Regions from separate parts of the Mus musculus genome. Here region 2 is linked to region 1. The links are chromatin contacts, called in public HiChIP or PLAC-seq maps. All regions are on one chromosome and are shown on one strand. The core of a region is the stretch at or near the end of the contact, and the rest is flanking DNA. Distances in the headings are between cores, read along the strand shown. Region 1 holds the start of Fndc5 (fibronectin type III domain containing 5). Region 2 overlaps Azin2 (antizyme inhibitor 2).

What was found. HiChIP or PLAC-seq counts read pairs in DNA pulled down with a chosen protein or histone mark.
Region 2: an H3K27ac HiChIP or PLAC-seq map of differentiating embryonic stem cells shows a contact between it and region 1, with 3 times the contacts expected there. The contact joins the enhancer-like site here to the promoter of Fndc5 in region 1. A contact is called at or near these places in 14 of 39 promoter capture datasets (the 3T3-L1 cell line, the C10 cell line, the HPC-7 cell line and 9 more), 4 of 15 datasets of contacts at CTCF or cohesin (CD8 T cells, embryonic stem cells, large pre-B cells and 1 more), 21 of 484 Hi-C or Micro-C datasets (B cells, the C10 cell line, the C2C12 cell line and 13 more), 22 of 115 datasets of contacts at active chromatin or transcription factors (the 230-238 cell line, the HPC-7 cell line, the SCID.adh cell line and 14 more) and 4 of 9 other capture datasets (adipose tissue, liver, macrophages and 1 more).

The regions. Positions count from the first base shown.
Region 1 is chr4:129,134,837-129,138,456 of GRCm38.p6, reverse strand. It overlaps Fndc5 (fibronectin type III domain containing 5), which reads right to left and starts at 1,458. Exons shown (of 6, transcript NM_027402.4): 1 at 1,294-1,458. The coding sequence starts at 1,378.
Region 2 is chr4:128,946,063-128,949,940 of GRCm38.p6, reverse strand. It overlaps Azin2 (antizyme inhibitor 2), which reads left to right. Exons shown (of 11, transcript NM_172875.4): 6 at 217-351; 7 at 984-1,149; 8 at 2,323-2,482; 9 at 3,772-3,878. Among named protein-coding and RNA genes, the nearest start is that of Gm15904, 12 kb to the right of the region's middle. Within about 2 kb of position 2,415, at least 26 of the 459 cell types and tissues checked have an H3K27ac peak or open chromatin away from gene starts, as enhancers often do. A contact at or near this core is called in the N1E-115 cell line, differentiating embryonic stem cells, embryonic stem cells and 1 more, where this site is marked.

The DNA.
Region 1 (3,620 bases), core at 209-2,708:
AATTGGTGGACCTGGGCTTGAACCAAGGCGAGAGCTAGTGGATAGGTGGTTGGGCACCGAGCGAGGAATAGCTGAATGGAGTTCAGGAGCTGATTAGCTTGAGAAAAAGCAGCCACAAGGACTCCTAGTCCATTGCACTTTCTATAGCCTCATGTTGTCAAGTGAGTGACCTTGAGGGAAGGAGACAGACCCTGAGATGAAGAGCCAGGAGGGGCTGAGCCCTGGCATGGAGCTGAGGGGCAACCTCACATGGTAAGCTGGGCAGAGGGCGCCTAAGGGGAAGGGTCTATGTGAGCCTCTCCATACTCTGTGGGTCCTCACGTGCGAGGAATAGAGGAAGTTAGAGAAGAGGGGACATTCAGAACAGGGTCCCTTGGTGGAGAGACACCAAGATAGCGCAAGGCCTTCTGGGTGAAGGAAGATGGTGAATGGGGAAAACGTCAGAGATAAGTGGGAGAGCAGTAGAGGAGCAGGGCAGAAAGGACCTTCCAGGAGAGGGGAGTAGAGTCACACGGGGTTATATCATGCAAGAGGGCAGGGGCTGTGATTAGAAGCCCTGGCCCTGAGCAGTAGCCCCATACCCCTCAGACAAGTGGACTCAAGGCTTCAGGATTATGCCAGACATTCAGATGGAAAGGGACAGAAGGACACAGACAGGTGGCTGAGGTCACAGAACCAGAGAGCAGACAAGTGGAACATTGGAGACAGGCAAGGAGACAGAAGCAGGGCGAGAAAGAGAGGGAGGCAGCAACAGCTGCCAGGAGGGACAGGATTGGGGTGATCTAGGGAGGCAGAGCCCCATGGGGTGGGCCAGACACTAACTGCAGCAGGGTTTGCGCCCCCCGCCCCCGCCCACGGTCCCCGCAAACACCCTTCAACCTCAGGTTACAGTTCTCTTCATAGTCGTTCCTGCGCAGCTAGCTGCCTATGGGTCCCTGAGAGATCTTTGGGGATACAGAGGGAGGCCCAAGGTGGGGCACTAGTGTCCTCAGCTGCTCTCAGGGCCAGAAAAGGTGGCTGAGGCAAAGACTCAGGGTTAGGGGATGACCTGAAGGGACCAGGAGCCGCAAGAGCTTTAAAAACTCAGGGCTGAGGTGACTGGCAGAGGTTTGGAAGCTGAAGGACGGGTTTAGGGGTCAAGAAGGTTCGGAGGCGCTAGGGTCAGGTTAGGAGAGTAGGGACCAGGTGACACAGGAGGTCCTCAGGGAGCAGGAAGGGAACCGAGGACTTCCCGGTGGCGGCGTGGGAGGGGAAGCTGTTCCCTCCCTCGTCCCCCTCCCCAGGCCCCCTTACCCGCCTGCACCAGCGCGAAGCAGACGCAGCCTAGCCACAGGCGGAGCGCGGCGCGGGGCGGCCAGGCGCACGGCCCTGGGGGCATGGCGACTCCTGGGCCCGGTGACCGCTCGCACTCACGCTCCAGCCCGCGGCCCTCCCGGCCCGGCCGCCCCGCGCCGCCCCGCGCCGCCTGCATATCGGCTCCGCGGACAGCGACTCCCGCGCGGCGGCGGCGGTGGTGGCGGCGGCGGTGGTGGCGGCGGCGGCGGCAGCGGCCGCGTCCACGTCGGGCGCCTGGGGGGCGGGGCGCCCCCGCTGCGGGGAGAGGGCGGGGGCGGGGTGAGGACCGAGGGCGCCCCCACTCCTGTCCCCGCTCTTCACTCTGTGGGCTCCCGGGAAGCCAGGGGCTTTGGGGACCCCGCGGCTCACGCTCTCTGACCGATGCAGGACCCGTAGCACCGTGCCGCGGTCAGTCCCAGCCTTAACCCTGACCTGGCCCCGGTCCCGCTCTTCCTTAGGGAAGAGGGAGGGCAAGTGCTTGGGAGATGCCCATCTGTACCCCATCTCTCACTCCAGCCCACACCCCAGGCACACACACACACACACACACACACACACGAGCTGTAGAGTGTAAGGGGGGTACAGACTCGGTACTCTGGGGAATGTGTGTACTGGGGCCGAAGAGGCTCTCCTCTGACTCCCTGGAGGTCTAGCTGAGACCTCAGACCAGTCCTTTCTTTTTCTTGTGCCTATTTTTAATCCCCTCGAGAGCACTGCGAATATCTGTCAGGCGCAGACACTCTGTAGGCCTTGGCTGGGTTTGGGACTTGGTTCTCTCTGCAGCCCCTTCAGGTCCACTCTGCTGCGGGGCGTCTCATGTAGGTGGATACTGCAGTTTGGTAACTTGTTTTGTCCAAGGACCCACCACGGGCAGGATTTGAATCCAAGGTGGGCTCAACTTCACACACTCCTCACCCAGAGTGACTTCAACACTCCAGCATCTAGAATCTCTCTCTCTCTCTAAAACTGGCACATTCTAGATTATTAAAAGAACAATCTGGAACCGTGTTTCTCCAAGATCAGAGGGCTGTGGTTTCTGGACGCTCTCGGGACCACTATATCCATTCTGACCTGACTGAGCAGTGATTTAGCTAATGGCTCTAAAGTGGTAGGGGCTGGAAGATGTGGCAGATAGCTCCAGCTAATTAGCACACGTTGATAACCCTTTTTTTCCATCACCTTGGGAACAGCCAGGTGCCAGCCTGTCCTCACACACCCTTCTGGCTACTCCTTTGATGGCCTTAGAGGCAGAGAGGAGCCTCCACCCCACATTTACTGTCCTGCCCTAAGGAGAATCCCTATAGGACAGCAGAAGGCTCCCCAGCCTCAGCCTCTTACTTTCTTGGGCTGGAGTCGCAGTCAGAGAGCCAAGGTTAAGGAGTGAGGTTAGACCAGAGAGGCATCTCACAGAAGCCTCTAAGATCTTCCATCCTATCCCTAGACTTTAGATGAAGAAGAAACTGAATCACAGAGATAGAGAACCTAGAGCTTGGTGCACACACACACACCCCCATAAGGCAAACACACACACACACACACACACACACACATACACCCCTCCTGTACTAATGCTTACCCAAGGAGTCTTTCTCCCCAAGTTTCTACCTGATCCCCTGGGAAGAATGAGGTGTGGGGGGCAGGGGGTTCTGCTGAGCTTTCCATTCACAACACCCAGCCTTCTGTACCCCCAGGACTCCATGCTAGGCAGGCTGACCTCCCACCCCAGCACCATCTGTTTTCTTGGCCACATACCTTGTCCTGGGGGGGCCTTGTTAGGACTTGGACCTTCCGGGATGGTAGCCCAGCCAGGGCACCTTCCCTCTTCTTTTTCTCTTTCTCTTTTGTTAGGTGCTGCCCGCTCTGCCCTACCCACCCCACCCTACCAGCTGCAGCTTAACCCCCAAGGACCTCCTTGCCTTCCCCAGACTACCAGGGGGCTGGCAGGAGCAACTGGAGTCTCTTCGGTTGGCTATCGCACGAGCAGCAGGAAAGAGAGGGGTCAGATAGAGGTCATAGGATCCAATTTTATCCTGACTGAGGAAAAAGGAGAGAGAGGGTCCTGGTGGGGTCTGGCCTATAGTCCAGTGATGGGGAAAGGAGAACCTCTGCGCCACCTGCTGGCAGTTCTGGGAAAAACCCCAGGCGGATGTAGGGCGTTAGGAGGGGGGAAAGGGCAGCCAGTGTTCACCGCCTGGGAGCTAGGAGGAAAAGCTTGCGGGTCGTCGCTGTTAGAAGGGTCATGGCAGACTTGGAGAATTTGGAGCGTTGTGGCGGTGGGGTGTAGC
Region 2 (3,878 bases), core at 1,166-3,665, 190 kb after region 1:
GTTGGGACCCAGCAAGTGCCTCAGAAGTCGATTGGTAGTGCAGGGTGATCTAGAAAGGCTGTGCGCTCAGTGGCCTCTCAGCTAAGGTGGTTCCTGGAGTCCAAAGAGGAGCAGCTGGGCGTGGCAGCGGGCGGAGTCCAAAGAAAGAGCAGCTGGGCGTGGCAGTGGGCGGGGGATAGGGTGCTCACTCAGCAGGATTGCCTCCGTTCTCCACAGGATGGTTCTGTGCATTGCTACCCAGGACTCCCACTCTCTGAATCACCTGAGCCTGAGGTTTGGGGCGTCGCTGAAATCCTGCAGACATCTGCTCGAGAACGCCAAGAAGAGCCACGTGGAGGTGGTGGGTGTGAGGTGTGCAATGGGAACCAGGCACCCTGCCCAGGCCAGACTCACTACCCTTTCTCCCAGGAATTATTTGTGGACATCCTGGGCCTTCCGCTGGGCCTGCAGTTTTGCCACCAGAGAGTGTCCTTTCTTTAGAAGGAAGGTTTATTGGCATTTCTTTCCAGAGCTCCATAGTCCCCAGAAGGTCTCATCTCAGGAGGTTTTTCCCACGGACGTGGCTTTGAGGTAGTTCTGCATGCCTATAAGCCGGAGACCATAGCCATGCTCTGGAGATGTCTCTGTCCGTGCAGAGATGGGGCCACATCTCTAGTTTCCTTTATTCTGTACTTCAGGTTCAATGCCCAGTGCCTGATGCCTTGAACAGTAAGGACTTTTGTCCCCAGCCTGTAGATGGCAAGACATAAACAAAGCAAGCCTAGTGACTTGCCCTGGCCACATGATACCTTGGGACTCCAGCCCTTATCCCCAAAAGGTTTCTCTCCAGAGAGGCATGGAGAGATGGGAGAAGTGCCACCTTTCTGTTCCTAGCTTCCCACGTGGCCCTCTGTAGCCTATGGTCCCAGGCCTCAGTGGTTGCATCTGTAACGTGGGGCTACCTGGACCTTGTATGTAAGCCAAGGCTCTTCCTCCTTTCCCAGTTTTCACATTGGCAGTGGCTGTCCTGACCCTCAGGCCTATGCCCAGTCCATCGCGGATGCTAGGCTGGTGTTTCAGATGGGCGAGGAGCTGGGCCACACGATGAACATCCTGGACCTTGGCGGCGGCTTTCCTGGCTTAGAGGGAGCCAAAGTGAGATTTGAAGAGGTAATGTGTGGTCAAGCGTGGCCTGATGGTTATTCTGTGGTAGGGTATAACAATCCCACTGTGCATACCTTTGGCCCGACTGTCAACACCTTGGGCTTGGTGGATTTTATTGATATTTATTAATCCTGTGCTGTGGCTCAGCTGGGCTCATGGTCTGTGTCATTTCCCAAGCCCGCAGCTGAGCTGGCTGTACCCCAGCTCTGCTTGACTCCCATGCACTTAGCTAGCTAGTTAGAGGCCCAGCCAAGGTAATTTACCTTCCATGAACTCTACAGTGGTCTGAATATGTGTGTCTAATTTACCCTCCAATGGGCTGGTAAGAAACCTGGTGGGAAGGGCACGTGAGGAAAACCAACCTTTGTTTTGCTCCCCTTGTATCCAACATAAATGTGTTGTCGTGATTCCCATTCTGACCCCTAGGGGGCGCATCTCCCTCGTAGTGCATTACTTATGGAGTCTGGACTGTACCAAGTGGCCAGGAGAAGGCCCCAGATGTCCCAGGAATTAGCCTCGAAGTTGACAATTGTGGCCTTGCTAGACATAGCAGAAGTCTAGTAGACTTCCCAGGGCTCAGACTGGCTGGGTATGATGAGAACATTCATGTGGGTAGGACATTCAGAATCCATTGAGTGCACCAGGCTATAAAAATACACATGTGCTGGGGGTGGCATTACACGTTTATAATCCCAGCACCTGGGAGGTGGATGTAGGAGGTCAGGAGTTCAAGGCCAGCCTGGGCTACAATAACTAACCTAATAAGACAAAACAAAACAACGCTAAAAAACTCCAAGCCCACACAACTCAATTGTATTTATAATTAAAAGTAGTGTTTGCATAAGAATGAAAGTCAGCGACCAGGTTCACCCACCCTGATGGCAGATCTAGCTTTGCACACTTGCCTTTTTTTTCCCCTTGGAATCTGACCTACTGTGTAACATGCGAGTTGTTTATGCCCAGGAACCTGGAATCTGAGCACCGAGCATTATGGGAAAGAATACCCCATTCTATGTGGGATTATCTGGACGAATGAGCTATATGACGTCCTCACTCCAGCTCCGCCCCAGCCCAGCCTCCCCCTTCCTGGCTAGCTGTCACCCAGCTACCAGGTGGGACCTTTCCACTGCCGAATTCTTCCCGAAATCTCATGGTCCCGCACGCTGCTCTTCTCTCCAGATGGCCTCAGTAATTAACTCAGCCTTGGACCTGTACTTCCCTGAGGGCTGCGGTGTGGACATCCTTGCTGAGCTGGGACGCTACTACGTGACGTCTGCCTTCACTGTGGCTGTCAGCATCGTCGCCAAGAGGGAGGTTCTGGACCAGGCCAGCAGGGAAGGTGGGTGTGGTGCCAGATGGGCGTGGCCGGCTAAGCAGGGGTGGGGCCTTCTGGAGAATGGGTATTTTCTCTAGGGAAAGTTGCAGTCAGTTCCCCTCACCCCAAAGACAATTTTATCTCGTTATCCCAGTGGTTCTCAACCTCCCTAATGCTGAGACTCTTTAATACAGTTTCTCGTGTTGTGGTAACCCCCAACCATAAAATTATTTCCATTGCTACTTCACAGATGTAATTTTCCTATTGTTATAACTCATAATGTAAGTATGTGATATTTCCTATGGTCTTAGGAGACCCCTGTGAAAAGGTCATTTGATCCCCCAAGGGGGTCTTGAGTGACAGGTTGAGAACGGCTGTGAGAAATGGAATCAAAGAGAATGTAAATGAAGAGGCTAATGGTTGGCTAGAGCTGAGCTTCCCTCTGACCCCATGTCTGCCTCCGCTCATCCTTTCTCATAACCTCATGAGGACAGATTTGTTGACACAGGACAGCGCATAGTCAGGGACAGGTTAAGTCATCAGGTCCGGGCACAGGACTGATATAGAACAGTGCTGAAGTTCAAGTTCAGCCCAGGCTGACTCGGAGCTCACGTGCCCACACCACTGGCATCAGGTGATGCAGAACTCACGTGCCCACACCACGGGCATCAGTGATTTCTTTGCCCTTCCATGTCAGAGCCCCATGAGTGGCCGGGGTCAGTGAATCTGATTTTGGGCCTTGCCCTCTGCTCCAGGCCCCTCACACCGGAGAAAGCCTCCCAGTGCTGTGCTCATCCTCAGATAGAGCTTGTTGGCAGCGCGGGGGCTCCGGGCAGCGTGGAGCTCTGGGCAGCATGTGCATGTGTGCATTCAGACATTCTCTTGACCTCTTAGAGACTTGGGGCTATCCTACCTAGTGTGGCTAGCCTGCCTGGTTTCCTACTCTGTCACACCTCCTCCCTGTCACATGCCTCTGAGAAAGTGGCTTAATGTCCTGGTGACCTGAGTTTGGGTGAGCTGCCTTCCTGCTTTTCCTAGGGCCTCGAGGGGACTCTGAGGCAACAGGGAATTATGGTGTCCTGACTCAGCTGCCCCGAGGGAATCCTCCCAACTCAGAAGTGGATCCATGTCACCAAAAAGATCCATGTCACCAAAAAGGTGGCTTTTGTTGCAGGGTCCATCTCATAGCTGCAGAAAGAGCAACCGTTTGCTGCACAGCTCTCTCCTTATTGAGCCCACTGTGGTGCTAGCCTCCGACTCCTAGGCCCCTCACATTCTGCTTGTGTGGCCCCCGTTCTCTCCCTTCCTCACAGAGCAAACCGGCGCAGCCCCTAAGAGCATCGTGTACTACCTTGATGAGGGCGTTTATGGGGTCTTCAACTCAGTCCTGTTTGACAACACCTGCCCCACCCCCGCCCTG